2 separate regions of the Mus musculus genome follow, and region 1 is linked to region 2. Evidence: chromatin contacts called from public Hi-C data. All regions are on one chromosome and are shown on one strand. The core of a region is the stretch at or near the end of the contact, and the rest is flanking DNA. Distances in the headings are between cores, read along the strand shown.

Region 1 (7,788 bases), core at 2,877-5,376, 100 kb after region 2:
TTGCATTAAGGCTACACATATACCCTCATCTGAAGGCTGGAGGAGGCAACCCAGAAGGAGCAAAGGGTCCCAAAAGCAGGCAACTGAGTCAGAGACACCCACACTCCCACTGTTAAGAGTCCCACAAGAAAACCAAGGCTACACAACCATACATATATGCTGAGGACCCCGATTAGCTGATTCTGTGGGTCATGTTCTCCTGCTTGTCCTTGACTGCTCTGGCTCCTACACTTCTTCCTCTCTCTATTCCACAGAAATTCCCTGAGCCTGGCTGTGGGTCTCTGCATCTCTTCCCATCAGCTTTTGAATGAAGCTGCTCTGATGACAATAATGTTAGGCTCTGGTCTGCAAGTATTGCCAAATACCATTAGAAATCACATCATTGACTTTTTGTTTTTCCAGTCCTATTAGGTTCTATCCTAGGCCTCTTGACTATTCAGTCTCTGACTCCTGGCCCTCTGGGCAGTATCAAGCATGGATCCATCTCATGGCACGGGTCCCAAGCTGGAGCAGTCATTGGTTGGCCACTCCAACAAGTTCTGCGCCACCCTTACCCCAGCACATCTTGCAGGCAAGACAAATTGTAGGTTGAAGGTTTTGTGCCTGGGTTGGTGTCCCAATCCCTCCACTGGAGGACTTACCTGATTACATAAGATGGCTGGTTCAGACTCTGAAGCCTCCATTACTAGGAGTCTTAACTATGGTCACCCTCATAGATCCCAGGAAATTTCCATTGCACTAGGTTTCTATCTCATCACTGAAATTCCAGTCATCTCTTCCGATGCTCTCTCCCTCCACCCTCACCACCTGACCCCCCCTGCTCCCATCCCCCACCACCCACAAAATCTATTCTACTTCCCCTTCCCAGGGAGATCCACACGCTTTCCCCGCTTGAGCCACCCTTGTTACTTAGCTTCTCTGAGTCTGTGGATTGTAGCACGATTTTCTTTACTTTACAGCTACTATCCACTTATGAGTGAGTACATACCTTGTTTGTTTTCTAGGTCTGGGTTACTTCACTCAGGATGTTTTTTCTACTTACCTCCTGCAAATGTCATGCCGTTATTTTTACAGCTCACTAGTACTCCATTGTGTGAAGCACCACAATTTCCTTATCCGTTATCTTTTTTATCCACATTATTCACCAGCTGAGGGACAACTAGGTTGTTTGCAGTTTCTGGCTACTACGAATAAAACTGCTATGAACATAGTTGAGCCAGTGTCCTTGTGTTATGATGGAGCGTCCTTTTGGGTATATGCCCAAGACTGGTATAGCTGGATCTTGAGGTAGATCTAGTTCCAATTTCTGCAAACCACCATATTGAGTTCCCAAGGGTTGTACAAGTTTGCCCTCTCAGCAATAATAGAGGAGTGCTCCCCTTGCTCCACATCCTCACAAGCATGAGCTTAGGTTTTTGATCTTAGCCATTCTGACAGGTATAGGATGAAGTAGCTGAAACATTTTGATTTGTATTTCCCTGGTGGCCATTTGACACTCCTGGTGAGAATTCTCTGTTTAAATCTGTACCTTATTTTTTAATTGGATTATTTGATTTGTTGATGACTTGAGTTCTTTATGTATTTTGCATATTAGCCCACTGATGTGGAGCTGGTTAGAATCTTTTCCCATTCTGGAGGCTGCCGTTTTGTCCTATTAATGGTGTCCTTTGCTCACAGAAGCTTTTCAGTTTCATGAAGTTCTATGAATTAATTGTTGATCTTGTGCCTGCACTATTAGTGTTCTGTGCAGAGTTGTCTCCTGAGTCAGTGTTTAAGACTATTCTGCGCTTTCTCGTCTATCGGTTTAGTAAATCTGGTTTTATGCTAATGTCTTTGATCCACTTGGACTTGAGTTTTCTTCAGGGTGATAAATATGAATCTATTTGCATTCTTCTACATAAAGACATCCAGTTAGACCAGCCATATTTCTTGAAGATACTTCCTGTTTTTCCATTGTGTGGTTTTGGCTACTTTGTCAAAAATCAGGTGTCTGTAGGTGTCTGTAGGTGTCTGTAGGTCTGTAGGTCTGTAGGTCTATAGGTTTATTTCTAGCCCTTCAGTTTGATTCCATTGATCAACCTGTTTGTTTCTGTACCAATACTATGCAGGTTTTATCACAATTGTTCTATGGTGAAGTTTGAAATCAGAGATGGTGAAACCTCCAGGAGTTCTTTTATTGGACAGGATTGTTGTAGCTATCCTGGGTTTTTTAGGTTTTACATATGAAGTTCAGAATTGTTCTTTCAAGGTCTGTAAAGAATTGTGCTGGAATTTTGATGGAAATTGCATTGAATTTGTAGATTGCTTTTGGTAAGATGGCCATTTCCACTATGTTTATCCTACCTATCCATGAGCATGGGAGATCTTTCCATCTTCTGATTTTTTTTTCAATTTCTTTCTTCAGGAACTTGAAGTTCTTGTCATATAGATATTTCACTTGCTTGGTTAGAGTTACACCAAGGTATTTTATATTATTTGTGGCTATTATGAAGGGTGTTGTTTCCCTGATTTCTTTCTCAGCCTGTTTATTGTTTGTATTAGAAAGGGATACTGATTTTTTTTGTTGTTGTTGTTACTCGAGTATCCAGCCATTTTGCTGAAGGTATTATCAGCTATAAGAATTTCCTGGTAGAAATTTTTAGGTCACTTATGTATACTATCATATCATCTTTGAATAGCAATACTTTGATTTCTCCCTTTCCAGTTTATATCTCCTTGGCCTCCTTCAATTGTTTTATTGCTCTGGCCAGCACTTTAAGTACTGTGTTGAATAGATATGGAGAGAGTCTGCAGTCTTGTCTTGTTCCTGATTTTAGTGGAATTGCTTTGAGTTTCCCTCCATTTAATTTGTTAGCTATAGGCTTGCTGTAAGTTATATTTATTGTGTTTAAGTATGTCCCTTGTATTTCTGATCACTCCAAGACTTTAATTATGAAAGGGTGTTGGACTTTATCAAAGGCTTTTTTAGCATCTGATGAGATGATCACATTTTTCCCTTTCAGTTTATGTATCTGGCAAACTACAATAACAGAATTTTGTGTGTTGAACCGTCCCTGCATCTCTCGGATGAAGCCTAGTTGATCACGGTGGATCATCTTTCTTATGTGTTCTTAGGTTTAGTTTGTGAGTGTTTTGTTGAGTATTTTTCTATCAATGTTCATGAGGGAAACTGTTCCATAATTCTCTCTGTTGAATATTTGTATGGTTTGGGTACCACTGTGACTGTGACCTCAAAAAATGATTTGGATAATGTCCCTTAATGTTGTTTTGTGGAATAACTTAACAAGTACTGGTATTAGGACACCTTTGAAAATCCAGTAGAATTCCGAGCTAAAACTGTCTGGATATGATTTGTTGTTGTTTTTGTTGTTGTTTTTGTTGTTGTTATTATGAAACATTTAATGATGATTTCTATTTCCTTGGAGATTATAGGTATATTTAAATTGTCTATCTGGTCTGAATTCCTAGTTACCTGGATATTTGAATTCTTGGTGTCTTAAATTTTTTAGATACAACATTTTCTTTGACAGATGTATCAATTTCTTCTATCATATCTTTTAAGCCCGACACACTGTCTTCTGTCTCTTGCATCCTGATGCTGATGCTTGCTTCTGTGGTCCCTGTTTGCTTGCCTGCATTTTCCATCTTCGGAATTCCCTCAGTTTGTGTTTTCTTTATCACTTCTATTTCCATTTTCAGGCCTTGAATGGTTTTATTCATTTCCCTCACCTGTTTACTTGTTTTTCTTGACTTTCTTTAAGAGATTTCTTCATATATTCCAACTGCTTGTTTGTGTTTTCCTGGATTTCTTTAAGATATTTATTCATTTCCTCTTTAAGGTTTTAAGGTCATTTCTTGTGCTTGAGCTGTGTTGGGATATTCATGGCTTGCTGGACTTTGGTGGTGCCATGTTGCCTCGGCTGCGGTTGATGGTGTTCTTACACTGGCATCTCGGCATCTGGGTCTAGGATGAGTACAGGTCTAGGTGCTGATTTCTGAGTTTGTCTTGTTGGATGGGTGTTTTGTTTCTTGGTTTCTGTTTCCTCTTTTGTCTTCTGGTCTCTGTGTTCTCTATTTCTGGTGGCCAGTATGACCTCTGGTTCAGCAGGGAATCTCAGTCAGAGTTGAGGGATGGACTTGTGGCAGAGTGTGGCCGTTAGTCATCATGTGTGCCTCTCTGTTCTGATTGTCATGGCCTGCACCCGAGCAGTGAGTGGATATCCTCCTGCCCATGTAAGGACGGAGGCACAAGGGGGTGGGGGTGGGGGTGGGGACAGGTCTCAGAGGGGTGGGTGGGTCTTTGGGATCCTAACTGATGGCATGAGAGGGTTCTAAGGGCAGGAGGTCCTCCTTCCTGTTCTTCTGGCTGACAGGAATAATTTTAAATGTAATAAGAATGGTGCCATGACAGCTCTTACTACATGTACACACTAGGTTGGGGTGGGTGTACTAGAGTGGATTCACTCGGTAGTATTCTGTTAAACTTTTTATTTAAAAGACTTATCATTGGCCACGGGCCACACCCAACCCTCGCTGGGAAAGCATGGCAGAAGTGAGCAAGCAGGTGATGGAGAGATGGAAAAGGAAGAGAAGCCAAGTGGTTTGTGCATTGTGAAGAGAGGCACAACTGGAGACTTGAAGGCAGTCGCTGCTTGTGCTCCTTGGGAAATGGTGAATGACACTGTTCACCAATAGAGCCAGTAACAAACCCAAGTGCCAGTGGGCCTGTGCTTTCTTTTTTTTGAGAAAACCCATCACTGTGTGAATGTCTGTGACTCCCAGAGCTACGTCCTAGCCCAGGAAGAAGAGCGGCCCCTGCAGAGTGGAGATTACAGCTGACTCAACATGCCCTGCTGTTTGCTTCCTGCCGTTGGCCTATCTGCTCAGGTCTCTAGCTGCTCATGGTGCTGTTCAACCACAGACTGGACGACTCGATGCTGAATTACAGTCTCTCTGGGCTGTGTTTAACCTTGGCGAGGGATTTATTTCCTTTGGACTCTTTGGGTTGAACTAACATTTAATCATCCTACCTTTTAAAAGAAAATGTCATTGCTGATGCAGTTCTGGTGGGCAGAAGACACCCAAAGCCCTCGGTGATGAGAAAGTGTGTGATGGAGAGATGGGAGGGAAAGAGAAGTGAAATGGTTTGTGCATTCTGAAGAGAGGCGAAACTAGAGACAAGAAAGTGGTGAGGAACATCCTGATGTGAATATCCCCCCCTGCCCCCCCCCTACCACCAGAGACCATGGTGATGCCCTGGCCTGTGCTGCAGCTCAGAGCCTTGGCCCTGCCTCTCACCTGGGCAGTGCGGGAGAGCTGGCCCTGAGGGTATGAGGGCAGGAGATGAAGTGGATGAGGTTTAGCTGGGGCAAACACGTGAAGGACCATTTAGCAGACTCAGACGCAGGTGAAAGACTAAGGCAGACTTGTGAAGGAACGTTTCACTGAAGCAGACACAGGGTGATCTGCTAAAGCAAGCATGTGAGAGGACACGTGCTAAAAGATTCTTTGCCAATGGCATGCATATGTTTGCCCACCTTACACTGAGCAGTTGCGCTACATTTGTCTGAACTCTAGAGGAGAGAAACTCACCAGAAAACTTCTGGTGGTATGCAGCAGTTTTTTTGCCGCTTCCGAGGACTTGGGCTGATTGGCAGAGTGATGTCAGACTCATGTGCTGACGCAAGACCCGTGAAGGACACGTGATGTTTGGAGAGAATATAAAAAGGACTCGACAGACGGTGACGGGAGCTGAGTTTGGCTTCCTTATAGAGCTAGCTATGCAACACTTGTGGGTCTGGAGGCTTTGCTTCATTGAGAGACACAGCCGAGAACTTCTGCTGACTCGTCCCGAGGTGGAGGCCTGGCTGTAGTGCTAGGTAGTGCCACCGCTGCTGATTCAGTGTTTGCTATCCCAACTCTACCAAACTAGACTGCTGGTATACGTATCCGTGGGGTGTTTGCAAGTGGATCGAGCTGCCGCTGCTGAACTGTGAACTAAACTGCAGATTTCCAGACAACACAGACTGGAGTTGCTCCAAAGAGCCTTCCTAAACAGGTCCACTTCCCCCAGTATCCTTTCTCTCCCACTGCCTCTGGTGGGTGGTGGGTTAAAAGGGAGGTTAAAGCGTTTAAGGACCATCACTGAAAAAAGGAGAGCTGGCCCTGGTGGCACAGGTGCAGGAGAGCTGGCAGGCAGACCAACTCAGCTTCCACGAAGATCCAGGGCTCTGAGTTGGCCCTCCCCAGCATCTACCCCATCCATGAGCTGCTGGAGTGTGTGAAGGGGCAGGTCTTGCAGATCCGAAGCTGGAGGATCTACGCAGGGCAACAACAGGATATCAAAGAGGAGTTCTGGTGAGGGCACATATGTATTGATGGTGTAGCAGAAGCCGGAGGCCTCAACCAGACCAATGACACATTGCAATGAACATTGGCAAGTAGAGCTATGTGGGTGAAAGGGTATACTATGTAACACACCGTAGCTTCTGTGGTGGTGAGATTCTGTTGTTGTTGTTGTTGTTGTTGTTGTTTATTGTGTCCTGTGAGGAGGAGGGTGCAAGGGCAGAGGGCAGATATGGAGGGACAAGGTGATTGGGTTGCATGATGTGAAATTCACAAAGAATCAATTAAAAATTTTAGAAAATACTTACAATTGCCAAACATGGCAGTAATTACATGTGTAACCTCACCACTCACGAGGCTGAGGCAGGAGAATCAGAAGTTCGAGGGTGTGTGTATGACTGTATGCATAAACGCTTGTGTGTCTGTGGTGTGGTGGTGTGTCAATTTTTTTGTGACATATGTAGACTTAAGCTTGTTTGTCTGAGTGACAATTGTGTGCAGGGCCCATAAGGGCAAGAAGAGGACACTGACTGTCCTTGAATTGGAATCCCTGGCAGTTGTCAGCCTCCTGATGTGGGCACTGGAACCCAAAAGCTTCCCAATAACAAGTGTTCCTAACCACTGGGCCGTCTCGCCAGCCTCAGACTGGAATGACTTCCTATGTCTAAGACAAGTGCAAACCTGGTCACACTCTGGCTCATTCTCTGCTCATTAAGAAGCTTCGGATCTCACGTTCACCCAGGGCCTCCTCACGCTATGCCAGTCAGCCTGAGCGTCAGACACAGAGCCCTCCAAAGCGTAGGTTACCCAACCTCCAACTCTGCCTGAGATGGGCACTACCCACATTGCCTCTGACACACAGTAAGACAGGACAACACTTCTCCAGTTCCGCTTCTCCCCACCGCCTCAGGATCATCCTTCCACGGCCTCTGTTTTAGAGTTTCTACTGCGAAGCACTGACAGAGGAGAGCGGAGGCCAAAGCTGCTGCCTGGACCAGAGAGGGAAAAGTGAAAAGCTGACTGCGCCCTAAGTGTGCACCCTCCATCACTAGCAGGGGCGGGAGCGGCGGGGGCCGCGGAGTGAGCCCAGGAAACACAAACACACCACACAAACACACACACGCGCGCGCGCGCGCACAGCCACACACACACACACACACACACACACACACACACACACACACACACACACACACCCTAACACCCTAAGTAGCATGCTGAGGGCGCCATCTTGTGTCCATAATTGCCAATTACAATCAATATTGTTTAGTATGTCAATTAGTTGCTTTTTCCCTTTCTTTATAACTTCCTTTTTTAGCCTACACATACTTTGTTAGATATTATTATGATGGTATTCAATAAAGTGTGTCTTTTGTGATTCTCCTTATCCCATCCCCCTCCCACTCCTCTGATACTGTCTCTTCATGCCCTGGGTCCTTTTGC
Region 2 (7,591 bases), core at 171-2,670:
TGAAGTCTTTCCATCCTCATTATAAGCCAAGAGACAAGAGGGATGAAAGCCCAGCTCTTCAGGTGCGGAGACTGAGCAGATGTAAATAATTCTTTCAAAGGTTGAATAACAAGGTAGAAGATGAGGCAGGATTTCAAACCAGTCTGGGTCTATAATACAGACTCTCATCCCCTGTGAGGGAGGCAGAATGGGTCAATCCTAAATGATTCTGGAATCATCAAGGAGAACGCTACAGCAGCAGACTGATAAGCAATCTGGTCTAGACAGAGCTCCTTGTGCTGACTGTCACCAGGCCCTCCTCTGCGATGAACTGTAGGCAGCAGCATGTCTGTCAATGAATCACTCAACAGTCTCCATCTGGGGTGATCAAGGTCATGGGGAATGCAAGGCTTGCTGGGACACTCTTTCCCAGAAGTCACTTCCGACCTACTGGGGCAAAAGAGGCAGGCATATCCTGGGGATGGCACCTCTTTGGGAAGCTACAGGGTCAGCCAGGAGGGCAGGATTACCTGGTACCCACAGATGTGCTGCATCAGGTAATCACACATGGCATTGCTGGTCAGGACCGAGTGCAGGACCTTCATAGCTGCATACATGGTGTGGTCATCTGTTGCCAGGGAGATGAGGCCTAGGAGGATGGCAGGTCCTCCAATGTAGTCCAGGCTGCTGGCAGCAGGGCTGGAATGGAACACCCTTACCCCTGAGGGAGCCAAAGAAGACATGTCATCAGTATGTCCCAGCAGTACTGTGATACAGCACTCCTGGCAGTTGCCTGTATCTATGCCCATGTACAGCCAGAGAAGTCTCATGCAACAGGATAGGCTGGAAAGAGAGACTGGATCTCCAGAAGTCTTGGCAATAGGTCTGCTGCTTTCACTCAGACAATACAACCATGGGTCCTGCTCACAGGCCACACTGAGCTCATCAGCCAGAAGCAGTAATCTGACTGAGTTGTACTCTTTGGTCACTCTCAGGCTGGGCTTGTTCTCAGTCCGGCCCTTCTCACAAGACCTCCCCAGTACAATCCATCTTGTCTCCCACCCCCAGAGGGCTAGAATGCACAAGCCCTCCTCCCCAAAGCAAAGCAGAGTCTAGTGCTTGACCCACCTAACTGGCCCACAGCAACAGCCCCGAGAGTCCGCAGAGGCCCTGAGAGGTGCCCGGCACAGTTTCTCAGCAAGAACACAGGTGTGGCATTGTCACGGGAGGAAATATTCATCTAGAGGAAATGACAGCAATTAGTGCTACAAAATCCCTGGGAAAGAAGGGTGCTGTTCAGGAGCCCCTAGAGGATAGACATCCAGAGGCCCAAGGCTGGGGGCATTCTACATGTGACAATTAGTGGATGAGACAGCATTGTGGGCAGAAGCTAATGTGTAGGATCACTGTTCCACTTCCTCACTGTGGCCCAATTGCCTGGGAGTCAGCTGTAAACACACAATCGCATTCCACTCCTGCTCCCCAAGAGGAAGCCATGGGGTAGGAGGAGCCCAGTGACAGCAACCGAGAAACACTAGTGCCAGATCTTCTCTGTCCAAGCTCTGAGAGACCCAGCTTCCACTACTTATTCCAGAGACCCAGGAGGAAAGGAAGTCTGCCTTCCTTTATCAAGACACAACGTTGGTGCATGTCAGGGCCTCAATGCTGACCCCTGGGCCTCTCTGCTCATGAAAATGAAGAGTTCTGCACTCAACCCAAAAGAGATATTTATGCAAGAATTAGGAAATGGTGAATCTCTTTGCACAAGCATTTGCTTGTTATTCTGTAAGGACACTTTAAAAACAAAGTTACAGCCACTCGGCCACTTTTCAGAGTTGGTTGAACAGTGGAGTCCAAAGCAAAGGTCAGTAGTGGAGTTTCCAAAATCAAAATGATATTGAAAAGTATTCAGAGCTCTTCACCAGGAAGAGGACACATATTCCTCTCTAAGCAACTTTAAAAGAAAAGCTTTGGTCCTGGTGTGGGAGCAGGCTGTGTCCAAGCAAATGAAGGGAGACGTGTGGTGTGCATGTATCTATCCATCCACAAATGAGCAAGCACAGGATAGTTCCTGGAGCCCTGGAAGCCGAAGAAAGGCACACGGTGATGTTTGCCTTGGGGAAGAATGGGGTGGGGGTTGGAGGAAACTGTACCTCCTTGGCGATCAAGCGGCTGTCCACCTCATTGTAGGTGTTTCTGATGTTCATTATGCTTGTGATAGAAGAGCTGGGTACATAAAGACCAAAGGAAACCCTTTCCTCCGCGATGAGGGGCGTGGCTTCGCCATCTGGGTCTTCTCCTACAACAGCATATTTTTAGTCAGTTCTAACCTCTCTAGACAGAGAAAGAAATTGACCCTACAACCATGAAATACCTGCTGCCACACAGCAACATGATCCCTGGAGGATGTCTTCCTGTCGCTACATTTTACATATTTGTGTGTGTGTGATACATTTTACCCCCACCAGTGCTTCTCTGATACTTAATATAAAAATGAGGGCAGGACCAGGTGTGGTAGTGCACACCTTTAATTCCAGTGCTTGGGAGGCAGAGGCAAATGGATCTCTGGGAGTTTGAGACCAGCCTGGTCTATACAGTGAGATTCTAAAAAGACAAAGATAAGCCAAAACAATAACAAATACACTTAAAGCATTCTCTCAAGATGGAATCTTCTAGAAAAGAAAGGAGTTTCAGGTGTGGACCAACCAGAGTAGAAACCTCTATCAAATCTATCAGTTCACTTCTAAGCTACTAAGTAACATTTTCTCAAGGAGGAAGTGAATGGGGCTGACAGACCTATGAGCTACAGAGTTAGTTACTGTGAGCTGCACTGCTACTGTGAACATCCCAGTTAGCATTAGCACTCTGGTCCCCAGAGGACTGGCAGCAAAGCTCTACTAGACCAACACTGTGCAACTACAGAGTGAGTGCACCGGACTCCAGACCTGACCAAGCTGCTCTGGTCAATGCCATTTGCTGCAGGAAATGAAGTTCGCACAGGACCTGGTCCTGGAAACTCAAGCACTCAGCAGCACTCAATCGCCCTTGGCCACACACAAGGCCTTCACTCCGATGCATTTGTCTTTCTTTCCAGATGGGAACTGACCCCCCTAGACCTGGCAGAGCTCAGAGAGCAAGCTCCTTGCTTGAACAGCCAACAATCAATAAAGAAAATGGGGCTGCTGTCTGCCTGTTTAATAATTGAAGACAACGGTATACTTTAGTTAAAAAGCGTCTTCATTAAAAGGAATGTAACTTATTTATCTCAATCCCCTCCCTTTCTTTGCTGATGGCATTGCTCACCGACCCTCCTCCATTAGGTGCTGTGGAGTCGAAATCTAAAGGATATTGTCATTTCCTCTTCTATGACAGTTTCTCTTGGGTTGTAAATATATAATGATCCAATTACAAAGGCCTTCCCTCATGATTGACCTGTGCTGAGTTTATTCCTTATAAATATGCTATAAATAACTGGGTGCCCACTTAAAAACTAATACTGGCAGAATCATTATAAATCAAAGCATGCCATACCTTGAAGGTGCACAGCTTGAAAGTTACCACAGTACCTCGGGCCGAGTTTGATAATAAGTGCTAGAGTATCCGCTGATATGTCTTCTTCAAAGAGGTATGCAGGCCCGAGACGCCAGGTTAGCGATGATTTCTGTTTCCAAACTCTGGGGGTCCCAATATAGCCATAAACATCCACAAATGATGAGGGATCCATTGAAAAAAAAGACCCCGGTAAGGCCTGAATATACAACATCTGTTCAAACAGGACAGAGGGAGGGAGAGGCACTTAGCCCCAGAACTGATGGAAGTAATAGTTAGTGATACAGCGTCATGAGCCATGTCACTCTCACTAAAATCAATTTTATCTAAAACGTTGTAAAGATACACACGCATAAACATACACAAGCATGCATGTGCACACACACGCACACACACAGATAACAAGAAAAATGGGCAAACGATTAATTAGCAGATCCTATGAAGGCAACAGCTCAGCTCTGACATTGACCTTGGCTGAACCAATGGCTTGCCCATCCAGGTACGTGGTAACACTGCAATTCCTCTTCATTTCTTTGCTGACCACCACAGCCAGGTGATACCACTGACCACATGTCAGCAGCTGGCTGCACCTGACCTGGAGCTGGCGGCCTGCAGAGGGCTCTGCCTCATCCTCAGGCTCCATGGCATCTGCAGAAGAGAACAAACACTGAATGTCACATGATGCGTCGTATAACACAGACCCAAAGGCACTAGAGATGGAAAGATTCCTGGTCAGCCCATGTGGACTTTACATCCTGTGGAGCTATAGACCAGACACTTACTTTCACTTAAAAAAAAACAAAAAAAAACAAAAAAAAAAAACTGTCCCCATCACTTGCTGAGCTTGGACTTTGTATCAGACACTAGTCAAGCACAGCTACAAGCAATACTTCATTTAACAAGCCCACTGTCCTGCAAGATAAGGTGCTGCCATTGCTCCCACTTATTACTCCCAGGCAGAGAGCTTAATCCAACGACCCAAGGTCAGCTCCAGCAGGCTTCAGCCAAGCACTGTCCACTGAGTACCAGGGTGACAGTCTGTGTCAGGTTACCTGAGAAGGAGGACTCAAGCAGCCTGGCTGTGTGCCAAGAATGTGGCCATTCTCAGGGCCTTCCATATGCTTAGCTGCGAGGCAGTGACTCTTAGCCTTGGCCTAGGAGTGATGGCTGAGATCTAGGCTTAGTCATGAGGCAAGTGAGCTTGAGAGTATGCTGTTTTTTTTAATTTTTAATATTTAATATTTTTATTACGTATTTTCCTCAATTACATTTCCAATGCTATCCCAAAAGTCCCCCATACCCTCCCCCCCACTTCCCTACCCACCCATTCCCATTTTTTTGGCCCTGGCGTTCCCCTGTACTGGGGTATATAAAGTTTGTGTGTCCAATGGGCCTCTCTTTCCAGTGATGGCTGACTAGGCCATCTTTTGATACATATGCAGCTAGAGTCAAGAGCTCCGGGGTACTAGTTAGCTCATAATGTTGTTCCACCTATAGGGTTGCAGATCCTTTTAGCTCCTTGGTTACTTTCTCTAGCTCCTCCATTGGCGGCCCTGTGATCCATCCAATAGCTGACTGTGAGCATATGCTGAAGTTTTAAGGGCATAGCCAGCATCAGGCTCCTGGGGCACTCAGAGTTAGCAACCTGCCGTACAGAATGCCTGTGAGCCCTGTGGATTTGGGTTATTTGTGGACAGGTCTAGGGCCACTTCAGCTCCAACTCAGTTGAGCCTATCCTTCCTAGACCTTGCTCTGATGATGTAGCTCGTGTTCCAGTGAGGCGAACCCTAAGTTCCAACAGTCTTCCTCCTGCCCGGGCAGAACTAGTATTCTCGAAAGCCAGTGAGCATGCATTTTAGAGCCATACAGGGCCCAGATCACAGTGGCACACTGCAAATATTTCATAGACATTTTACCACATATGAAAGCCAAGGGTGCAATTTCAAAAGATGAAGAGCTACAGGAAGTCCCCAAGCTTCTAGGTACATCCATGTCAACATCTGGCTCAGCCCCACTCCCCAGGAATGGCCCATGCAAGCTTCGGATCAATCCCCAAGGCATTACCCAGGGGCTGGAACTCTTTCTCTTCTGTGGACACAACCAAGGAGAGGTCATCCATGCAGAGGCTGATGGAGAAGCAGACAAAGGGCTGCTCTGTCCTGGCCAGGTGGCGCACCAGGGTTAGGAAGCGCAGTGGGTGGCCCTCCATGACATTGGCCTGCCGGCTGATCAGAAACCAACAGGAGAAGGTGAGACCTCCAGGCGGAGGGAACGGCCTGGGAGCTCCTGCGGGGAGAACAGAAGCAGAGCTTGGCACTCTGTCCTACCAAGGAAGTGTGCTGAGACCCCAGGCCGCTGCTCTGACTCCACCTCGCTGGCTGCCTACAGCACTGCATCTGGCCTGCTCCATGCTCCACACTCAGGCCAACTCCACCAAGTGCCAGGACGCACCTCACGATTCATACCAGGATAAGGTGCCTGAGCCCAGCACCTCCCTATTATCAAAGCCAGGTCCCTGAGGCTTCACAATAGCTGGCCTTCTGCAACTGATCGAAAGTCAGTTCCATTGAGGTGAGAACACTAGCTCAACTGAATCCAAGGTAAAGAAATAACCTACTCCAAGGAAACCTCTTGTCTTCTCATGTCTGAGCAGGCTCTGCAGTCCCGGCGGGGCCACTGTTCCCACTAGCCCAGTATCAGCAGCCGTGTTAGCACACTTGGTACCACCCACAGAAAGGAAGTTTGTCCTGAACTGGTAGACCAACCATGTTCTCATTGAAAGTTGGGACCTGGTTTTGATAATAGGGAGATGCTGGGCTCAGGCACCTCTGGGAACTTACACTGCCCTGTCTAATGTTTTCTAAGTGTAGTACCATCCTTTGAAAAGCCTGCCCAGGCTCTAAGCTAATGTCCAGAAGCCATGTACCATGGATTTGCCTCCTCCTGATGGAGGAGCTTACACTCCTCTCTAGCAAAAGCTGACAGCATCTGATGCTGCAGTTCAGCCTATCCCAGGCTCCCGTACAATGAATGGCTCAGACTCAGACACTGCATCTTATAGTTGTCAAGGCTACCTGAGCCCCTGGCTTTGAGCCCATGCAAAGATGAGTAGAACACCTGCTCTAATGGAGTATGAGCAATGGAGAAGGCTGAAGGATCCTCATCTGCAGAAATACTTACCTGATCCAGTCCCTCCAGAGATGGAGTGCTCTGTGCTGGTCCCCATGACTGTAGACAAGGTCGGAGTAAACAGACAGCTGGAAATAGTAAAGCATTGCAGGTCAGTGGGCTGCATGCCAACCTCTTGCATCAACTGCCGGGCTGTAATGCCGCCATCCTCCATCCTACTTCAGAGGCAATATGCCATCTTAGGCCACAGGTTCCAAGAACAGAAAGCAGTTGGTGCTGGTGTGATAATCCAGGGAATGAATCCTCACTAGAGACCACACAAGATGGAGAACATTCTAGACCAGATACAGAGAGGAAGGAGGCATCTCTAGTCCTCCATATAGACACTCAGAGCATCTAAACACTCTGCTCTTCTCTGTTAGGTTGAGAGATATCTACTACTTAAACACATCTCTGCTTGAGCACCAAAGACCAGTGGAGGCCACAATTTTGTAGCCAGTGTTATAGATCATTAGAGGTACTAAGACATTAGTAAATTATTTTCCAAATATTCAAGAGGTCTCCATACCCATAACCTTCTGAAGACATGTCAAATTCCACAAATGATGGTGTCAGGGCCGCCCTCTGAGGCTGCAGATTTCGAGGGGAGGTCATGGAGATGAGGCTCAGTGTTGTCTGGAGGGCTGTGGCCGAATATTGGGAGGCCCATGAGGGCCTGAGGGCCTGAGACCCTCCAGGACGTGGGCTGGAATCTGTAGGTTTCTCAGCTGTAGCCGCACATGACCCTGAGGCAGAACACAAGAAAAAGATGTGTCCTTGCCTGGTGCTTTTCTCTCCCATTTTTGCAATATCTCAGATGTATCTGCCACAGCCTGATAGAGCATCCTGCAAAAGCCACTGGGCACACATGGACCCCCAGCCTGGACTCTGCTGG

The links. A called contact is a pair of places that touch in the nucleus more often than the background predicts.
Region 1: a contact with region 2 is called in a Hi-C map of bone marrow-derived macrophages, with 4 times the contacts expected there. The contact joins two enhancer-like sites. A contact is called at or near these places in 1 of 39 promoter capture datasets (macrophages), 2 of 15 datasets of contacts at CTCF or cohesin (large pre-B cells and pro-B cells), 4 of 484 Hi-C or Micro-C datasets (bone marrow-derived macrophages, embryonic stem cells, myeloid progenitors and 1 more) and 2 of 9 other capture datasets (adipose tissue and liver).

The regions. Positions count from the first base shown.
Region 1 is chr14:33,198,220-33,206,007 of GRCm38.p6, forward strand. No RefSeq gene overlaps it. Among named protein-coding and RNA genes, the nearest start is that of Gm25498, 5.0 kb to the right of the region's middle. Within about 2 kb of position 4,127, at least 18 of the 459 cell types and tissues checked have an H3K27ac peak or open chromatin away from gene starts, as enhancers often do. A contact at or near this core is called in bone marrow-derived macrophages, where this site is marked.
Region 2 is chr14:33,100,396-33,107,986 of GRCm38.p6, forward strand. It overlaps Wdfy4 (WD repeat and FYVE domain containing 4), which reads right to left. Exons shown (of 59, transcript NM_001146022.2): 15 at 7,226-7,402; 16 at 6,709-6,785; 17 at 5,593-5,814; 18 at 3,998-4,176; 19 at 3,511-3,742; 20 at 2,133-2,278; 21 at 1,108-1,219; 22 at 510-700. Among named protein-coding and RNA genes, the nearest start is that of Wdfy4, 81 kb to the right of the region's middle. Within about 2 kb of position 1,421, at least 9 of the 459 cell types and tissues checked have an H3K27ac peak or open chromatin away from gene starts, as enhancers often do. A contact at or near this core is called in bone marrow-derived macrophages, where this site is marked.